Linked DNA regions of Gossypium hirsutum: region 1 is linked to region 2. A link is a contact called in public Hi-C data. All regions are on one chromosome and are shown on one strand. The core of a region is the stretch at or near the end of the contact, and the rest is flanking DNA. Distances in the headings are between cores, read along the strand shown. Region 1 has its middle 12 kb from the start of LOC107911543. Region 2 has its middle 16 kb from the start of LOC121228290.

What was found. Hi-C and Micro-C count contacts between places; a contact is called where the count stands out from the background.
Region 1: a Hi-C map of leaf shows a contact between it and region 2, with 2.2 times the contacts expected there. The contact joins two enhancer-like sites. A contact is called at or near these places in 5 of 34 Hi-C or Micro-C datasets (callus and leaf).

Annotation. Positions count from the first base shown.
Region 1 is chrA04:88,605,919-88,610,166 of Gossypium_hirsutum_v2.1, reverse strand. No RefSeq gene overlaps it. Among protein-coding and RNA genes, the nearest start is that of LOC107911543, 12 kb to the right of the region's middle. Within about 2 kb of position 2,651, at least 1 of the 9 cell types and tissues checked has an H3K27ac peak or open chromatin away from gene starts, as enhancers often do. A contact at or near this core is called in leaf, where this site is marked.
Region 2 is chrA04:88,552,653-88,557,168 of Gossypium_hirsutum_v2.1, reverse strand. No RefSeq gene overlaps it. Among protein-coding and RNA genes, the nearest start is that of LOC121228290, 16 kb to the left of the region's middle. Within about 2 kb of position 3,123, at least 4 of the 9 cell types and tissues checked have an H3K27ac peak or open chromatin away from gene starts, as enhancers often do. A contact at or near this core is called in leaf, where this site is marked.

The sequences.
Region 1 (4,248 bases), core at 1,402-3,901, 53 kb before region 2:
AGTTCACCAGAAGAAAATCAAACTTTCAGAACGGGTGGCCACTCCGAATTCCCTCACAGCTCCAAGCCCACTATGGTTGGGGATTTCCTGCGTGGATGAAAATAAAAGGGGTGAGTTTGGGGAAACTCAGTGTGTAAGGAAAACTCATTCAAAGCCCAAGTCAGCTCAAGCCTATTGGGCCTAAGCCCATTCAGGTAACAGTGGTACTGGGCCAGAGCCCTTTTCAGATTACAATAAACTGGGCCTTAGCCCCTTATTCAGATAACAGTATGGCCCATAGGCCCATTTCAAAATACATGCAACATCAATAACATATGCAAGCCCATTTGGGGAGACTACTCAACCTACCAACCACTACACTCCACCCGTACCAGCCATACACTCCATGTGGGGAATAGCTCAACCCACCCAGCCCAACACTCCACAGTTGCAGCCTTGCTGCTCAGTTAACAGTAAATTGAGGCAAAGCCTCCAGTACGTGGACAAGCCACTTTCAGTACTTCCTCCGTCAATATCCCAGTCCCATGCATCAGATAATAACGACATGACATGCAGTAAATAACAACAGTCAAACATGCATTTAGGTCAATTTAACCCTAGTGGTATTTCGATAATTTATCTCTTAGGGGTAAAACTGTAAATTTTCCACTTTTAAAGGTATTTTAGTAATTTATCTATTTTAGGGTTTTTCATGCATATTCCTACTTTTCACGTACTAACAGAATCACGTACCGAGGGTTCTTATCGAATTGGGCCCGTTGGCCCATCATTCCAATTTTGGCCTATTAAGCCCAAAAATATCGAGGGCACAGAAATCATGCACTTTGCAGTCCAAATTTTGCAGCTTACCAAAAACATTAATCGATTTACCTCACGAGCATTCGCACACTCGCAAATCTACAAAATACCGGTTTTTGGCATTTCGGCTTTTCGACTTTTGTCGACCCAAACTAAGAAAGAGGGTGTTAGTTACACACCTGTTTGCGACGATATGCTGATGAGATCCACACACGAACCGCCTACAATTGGATTACTAACACGTTAATCTAACTATTCAAATACAAACTACGTATTAATCCCTTACAATATTCGGCCAACCACACCTACAGATCATAGTAAGCTTATAAGAAATCAATAAGCAACTCATTAACAAATTTTTATCAATGTTTACCACATAATCATAATTTCACTGCAAGCTGTCTTCCTGAGCAACAGTCACTAAATCATTTATAACTGGAGCTACGAAACTCCAAATCAAGTGCCGTTAATTTTTCCTGAAAATAGACTCATATATCTTATATCCATAAAATTTTCAGAATTTTTGGTTTGGTCAAACAATACCAGATTTTTCTCAAAGTTTCGCATGTTTCACTGTTTGACTAATCTAACCACTCTTCATTACGAATCAAATTTCTCATTGTACAGAATTCAAAATATATTCTCGTTTATTCCATTTGAAACTAGACTCATTAAGCTTTAATTACATAATTTATGCAGCTTCTAACTCATCTCTCACAATTTATGGTGATTTTCCAAAGTCACATTACTGCTGCTGTTCCAATCAGATTTATTACCAAATCACTCTTTCACACATAACTTGCATGCATGTTTTTTTTAAACATGTATATCACCAATCAATCATCACATATCTATGATTTTACTTAAGTATAATCTCCATTTCATCATTTTAAAGCACAACATATTAGCCGATTTTTCCCCTTAGCATCTAAGCACATACATGCTCATTTGTTTGGCTCAACTTCACATATTTTCCATTTTTCATCAAAAGAACATGAAACAACAACCATTTCCTTCATTTTAATTCATGACCAAATGCTCACAGCACAACCAAAAATCAAAATATGCTTCAAGAGTTAAGGTAGAATCAAGAAGAACTCATGAACATCAAGATAGAAGCAAACTACCATGAACTTACCTTTAATTTTCTTCCCCAAGTGACCGAACATTCAAGAGCTTTCTCCTCTCCTTTCTCTTCTCTAACTTTAGGCTATGATGAACAAAGATGGACAAAACTTTGTTCTTTTCACCCCTTTTTCTTTTAATAAAATTTCATATTTCATCCATTTAATTCTTTAATACAAAAGACATGAAATGCCCATCATGGAACATTTACCTAACCCATTATCATGGAACATTTACCTAACCCATTATCATGAAATATTTACCTAATCCATTATCATGGAACATTTACCTAACCCATTATCAATTTGTACCATGAATTATGGATATCAAGTGCTCATATTATCTACAACAACATGATGGCTGGCCACTTCATGTAAAATGGGAGGTTTGTTAATCCTCCTATTTTGCATTCCTATTTATTTGGCCACTTCAATTTAGCCTATAGCATTTTCAAACATTTTCACATAGGTTCTATTTCATAATTTCACCCCCTTTTTCTTATGGAACAAAAATTAACTAAAATTGCCGGGTTCTATCTTAAGCTTGGGCCTTCTAGAGGCCCACTAACATAATTAAACCTATGCTAACATTCACCGAATTCCCGAAATTGGGGCGCTACATATTTATTTTGTCATAACTCACCACTTAAATGCATAAATGGTACAATGTGAGATATGGACCAAGTAGGACCTTACCTAAGATCCCCGCAAAGAGGAATCCAACACCTATCTTTGACAAGGTGGGCTAAAGGAACCCCACATGTTGTGCATGTAAACGTTTGTGAGGTCTATATATAGTTGGCAACATGTTACCCATAGGAAAATTATCTAATCTACAACAACACAATCTCGTTACTCTTTTTCAATTTATACACATTGATTAACAAATAAAATTGTTTATGGGTCTCGTTATTTGTTTAAATCTAATTAAAATTAAAAATGATAAAAATAAAAATTTTCAACTTTAAATGTATTGGCCCTAGTTAAAATATTTTTTAAATAATTTTTCAAATATTAAATTTTATATCTTAGTTCAAATACATATAAATGTAAAATTTTTTATTTTATTTCTCATGTTTCTATTATAAAAATTAGGTACCAAACATGGTTTCGTACTTTCATTATTGAAAATAATTTTTTATTTTTATTTATTGAACATGATTTCTAATTTTTAAAATAAAATAGAAAATGAAAATAATTTTTTGAAATGAAAATAACAAATAAAAATAGATATTTTTTTCGGAAACCAACTAAACGACTTCAGCTGTAACTCTATATAACTGACACTAAACGACACCGTAGCAACAATATTAAACGACATCATGTTGATACTTATTTAATTAAGTGGCAAACACAAATAAACTAATTTAACCACTCTAGTTTAACCTTGCATCACCACCACCTTGTTAAGTAGTTTAGTTGGCCTTTATTTATGGTTGTGATCATTGTGACATTCTTAAAGAAAGATAATACTTATGATTACATCTGTCCATAGATTGAGTTGCAGCTCAGTTTCAAAAAAAATTCAAGCTCGAATTTATTTTGAGCTCGACCCATTCAAAAAGCTTGTTTCACTCTTGACTTAGTGCATAATAAATCTAGTCATGATTAGGAAAATAGAGTGCAAAAAGAAAAGGAAGTAAAGAGTTTTTGAGAATTTAGAAATGATAGCATATTTAGGAGAATCTAATTCTAGGTTGGAGATGATGAGGGGTAAAAATATAATTAATATTTTAGGTTTTAAATTTTAAGTTGATTATTTAAAAGAAATCATATTCAAATTTCTAAATAGATATAGTGTTAATGTTGACATGGTTAAAAAAATATTACGTGTCACGTTTTTATTAGTTAGAAGTATCAATTTTTATTTTTAACAATATTAACTTTTAGACCAAATTGTATAATATTGTAATATTTTAAATATCACTTCTAACAAAAAAACTATAAATACCTACATAAAGTCAAGTATAATTTAAGGGCCTAATTTGCTAATAAAACCTTAAAATTCTCAAAACTTTCAAGAGTGTTTTTCCTCTTCAATTTTATCTCTAATTTTCGCAATATAACTCAATGTTTTCCAAATTAAAGTAGAGCCGTCTGTTGAACTAATTGGAACAGGAATCAATTGGGATATCGATCTAAAGAGAGGTAAAAATCAATTGACTCACGAACTGGTTGAACTACACTGAAAAAACCAATTAAACTAAATAAATTGGTCAAACAAAAAAAGTAATATGATCGATTTTATCACCAATCCTAAAAACATCGAAATAGCTTACTATTAATAAATGAGTTAAATAACTTTTTAGGATCTGAACTTTTTTCT
Region 2 (4,516 bases), core at 1,874-4,373:
TTTATTAATTTAATTTTTATCTTGAATTAAGTTTATGTTTTGAAAATTAGTTTCGATTAAGCTCAAATTAAACTCCAAACCTCAAATTATGAATCGAATTCAAACTTTTAAAAGACTTAAGCTCAAAATAAATACAAGGGATTTGTCATTTACCATCTACCATTGGTAGGGTTGATTTTGGTTACATTAGGTTTTGAAGATTTTTTAACCCGTATGTGTGGGGTGTTTCTCATATTTTTAGCCGAACAGACAGCGATGTCACAAAGAGAAGTTTCCCGGCTTTGCGACGACAGGCGACATCTTGATGACACAAATGGGGACGTTGCGATGTGTTCCCCACATAAATTGAGTTTCTTCTCCCAGTTAACTTTTTTATCTTTTCCCAATTAAACTTTGATTACTCCAAACATATTTTAGTATGATTAGATCTAATCTTAGCTTATTTAAAGGGGCATTGTATCCCTGTTTTAAGAGACCAATTAAGATGCAATTAAAGATGTAGTACTACGAGGCTTTTCTTTTGGGGGTGACAAGATGTAGTCGTAGATGAATTTTGGTGAGACTTTTGGTGGTAACTATGGAAAGAATTTTGTACCCCTTTTGAGAGAACTCTATGAGAGTTCGGGCTTTATTTTCGGGGTTTTGGTCTGTATGTTCAGTACATCTAAGTTTATTTTCTCCATATTATACTCTCGTTTGTTTACTCATTTAGTGAAAGGTCGAAGCCTTCTTCTCCGTGGACTTTATCCTCTTCGAAAGAGTTTTCCACATAAAATTTGTATTTAATTTTCTCTAACATTTCTATTTCTTTATTTATACAAGTCAATCCCCAACAGTACGTGATCATTTGGTTTGATACTTTATTTATCATAGTAATTTTGAGTTTTGGATTTTATTTTGATAAAATAGAGTTTATTTTATAAATTTTGATCATTATTCATTAAAACTTCAAAAAAAGAAAAACATAAGTATTTCTAAAAAAATAAATTTTTAAGTAAATAAGAATAATGAGCAACTCTTAGATAATATCTTTTGAACTTTATATAATGTTTTAAAATTATTTTCCTCATTTTAAATATAAAATATTTACAAAATGTTAAAATTATATAAACATTATATAAAAATAAAATATAATTTAATTCGAATCATATAATCATAAATTTTTTAATTTATAAATCAAAATAGTATGAAATACTATAATTCAAAACGATTTTCAATTTCTCAATTTCATTTTTAATGGTCCTCCACTGCCTTAGCCTCGTAGCATTTATTTCAATGGCACAAAATTCAATTGTTAAATGTAATTGAATGTCAACAAAGCCTACACTTTTCCTTGATTGTTAGCTTTGTAGTTGGACCATCTTATTTTTTTAATAATTTTAAATTAATATCTATTTAATTTAAAAAATTAGAGTAAATTATATTCAAGCTCACAAAACTATTAATAAGTTTATATTTTGGTTGCTCAACTTCAAAAAGTTACAAAATAGATATTAAACTATTTAAAAGTTTTCATTTAAGTCACCGAACTATTAAAATTATTATTGTGTGACCTTTTCTGTTTGAACTACTTGCATTCTACGAACCAAATCTAAGCAACTTTCTTCTATGATCTCCAACACTGGTCATCAGATCGGTTTGGATCTAAGGTATGCTCTTCTATTCGTCGATTAATACTGATCCATCGTACCAATTGTTAAATCATCGCTAGGAGTTCACTAGCCAAACTTAAATAAAATATTTGAATAGTTTAGTAACTTAAATGAAAACTTTCAAATAATTCAATTATCATTTTATAAATTTTTTAAAATTGAATAATGAAAATATAAACTTAGTGATAACTTAGTTCGACAGTGTTGTTTACCTTTTAAAATTCTTTAATTTAATTTTTAATAATTAACCTTTTGAAAATAATTCGTAGGAATGATATTATTTGTTGACCTAGGTTATTGACAAATGTCAAACTCTTATTGGTTAGCACCTAATGCTGTGTATGCAAGTTCGGCTCGATTCCCAATGAATTGACCATTGCAATGTTGTACGGAAGACAAATGGAAAATAAAATAGACGGTGAAGGTGAAAAAAAATCGAAATTTACTTTTACAAAATAAAGCTCAAAAGCTTAAAATTAACATTAAAAGAATAAAAATTGAATTCAACGAAACTAAATTAACAAATAATATGTAAAAATTGAAAAATCAAATCGAACCGGATTCAACTCTAAAAATCAATTCCCGTAAAAATACATTTATAATCATATCATAACATAACATAATAAAACGAGTTAAAAAATGGATCAATTAATTATTCAATTTATTCTCATTTCGACTCACATGGTAAAAAGTTTCCCACATCATATCATAGAACCATAAATAAAATGCAACTCCGATGTCTATTCAATTGACATGTAGATTAAAAATAACAAGAGTTATTAGATTTTCCCATGACAATCACCGTTTGAACCAATAACAATAAAAAAAAATTATGTTATCACTTTTACTTGCTAGTATTATCAATTTAAACTTGTTAAATGTACTAAAATCAAAATTAGACTTATAAATTAATCTATTAGATAAAAGTACTATAGAGGCTTTTACATTAAAGGATAAATTGTGTTTTACCATCAATTAAAAAAAGGGTAAGTTAATGCATGTATATTAGATAAAAAAATAAATTAATCCTTTTGTTAAAAATTTCATCAATTTCTATTATTAAATCCTAATCTCTATATGTCAGAATGAGATACACATAACACCCATATATAGTCATTTGATTATTATATAAATTACGTCAATTTTTAACAATATAAATAAATAAATAAAATCTAACTTTTAATATAAATACTTCGAAGAAAAAAAACTATATAATCCATCATAAAATATAAATAAAAATATACATACAATGCAAAAGATTCCTCGATTTTCGCAAAACCAAATAGAGAACCATAAATATAACCTTAAAATCCCCAACAACTTCAACAAGAAAAACGTGGGTTTCATCAAGAAAAAAGAACCAGTACATTCATTCAACGACGGAGGATATTGATGAATCACTGTGCTTTATTTTTTGGGTTTTCGACCACATACATTTGATTAATTTACGAAGCCATCCATCGATCGCTATCGAGTGGCCCGATATTTGATTGATGATTGAGGGGTATAGTCTGCAAATTCAAAAGGGCACAGTGTGGCACTGATGATGGTTAGCCATCACTATCAAAATGGGGAAAAAAGTTAAAGCTTTCTCTGTGCAGTTTTACCCTATTATCATCACACTACTCTACATTGTATCTCGGATTTTCTCGGCTTTGAATCTCAACTAGATTTGATTCCACAGTTTTACAGTTTTACTTATCTTGAAGTGTAGGTAAGTTCGTAATTGTCAAGTGGTTTTTGTAAGATAAAATCTAGGGGTGAAGAAAAAAAATTTATAACTCTCGAATTAAATTGTGTTTTTTTATTAGAGTTAAAATGTAATTTTATAATTTTAATAGCTTATATTTGTATAATTTTTTGAAGAATTAAATTAAAATTTTATAATTTTGAGGGTCAAAATGTAATTTTATCTTTTATTAAATTAAAATATTATAAAACTTAAAAAACTGAAAGTGAGATTTTACATTTTAAGGGATTGAGGCACTATCAATCCGTCTAGTGCCTCCCCTAATAAAGCTGTGAGACTCTTGAATCAAAACGAATAATAATTCGTTAGTTGCGTGTAGATTTCCGTGAATGGTATCATAGTAGTCATCGGCCAGGAGAGATGAGTGCTACATGATCAAAGGCGACATCAGGGGGGTTAGCAATAGATTTAGCTCCCCTAAAAATGAAAAAAAATTAGTTCAGCCTCTTTAGAAATAATAAAATTATAAATTAATTCATCGTAAAATTACATTTGACACCTTGAATATGAAAAAAATTTATTTAGTCCCTTAAAAATAATGAAATTATAAGTTAATACATAGTAAAATTATATTTTGATATCTTAAAAAAATTATAATTCAATTTCAGTCTCCTCTGAATTTTTTTTGGATTCGTCCTTGTACACGATGGGAGTCACGTTTAGATTCACAACCCTTATTGTGATCCTAATTGTATTTGTTTGTTGGGCTAAAGGGGATGTGAAGCTTTAATGAGAAATTTCGTATCACTTCAATCTATATTGAAAAACTTTGAGGGTGAAATATATTTTCATAAAACAAAATCTGTGAGGCTTTTGAATTAAAATTACTTTAGTTTTAGATCTTATATATACTAGATTTATGGAACACTTACTATGTTGGTGAAAACAAGTAATAATTTTATAAAAACTTATATAAATACTAAATATATCTTTAGTTGAGATGGGAATATTGAGATAATTGAATTTATAATATTTTGGGTTTAAATTTTATTATGTGTACGTATTTTTTTTAAGATTTTATATACAAACATAAAAAGATAAAAATGCCCTCAAAATAATATTTACCCTTTTATAAAAATAAGGTGTTTTTGTAAATTCACAATTGAGTTGAGAC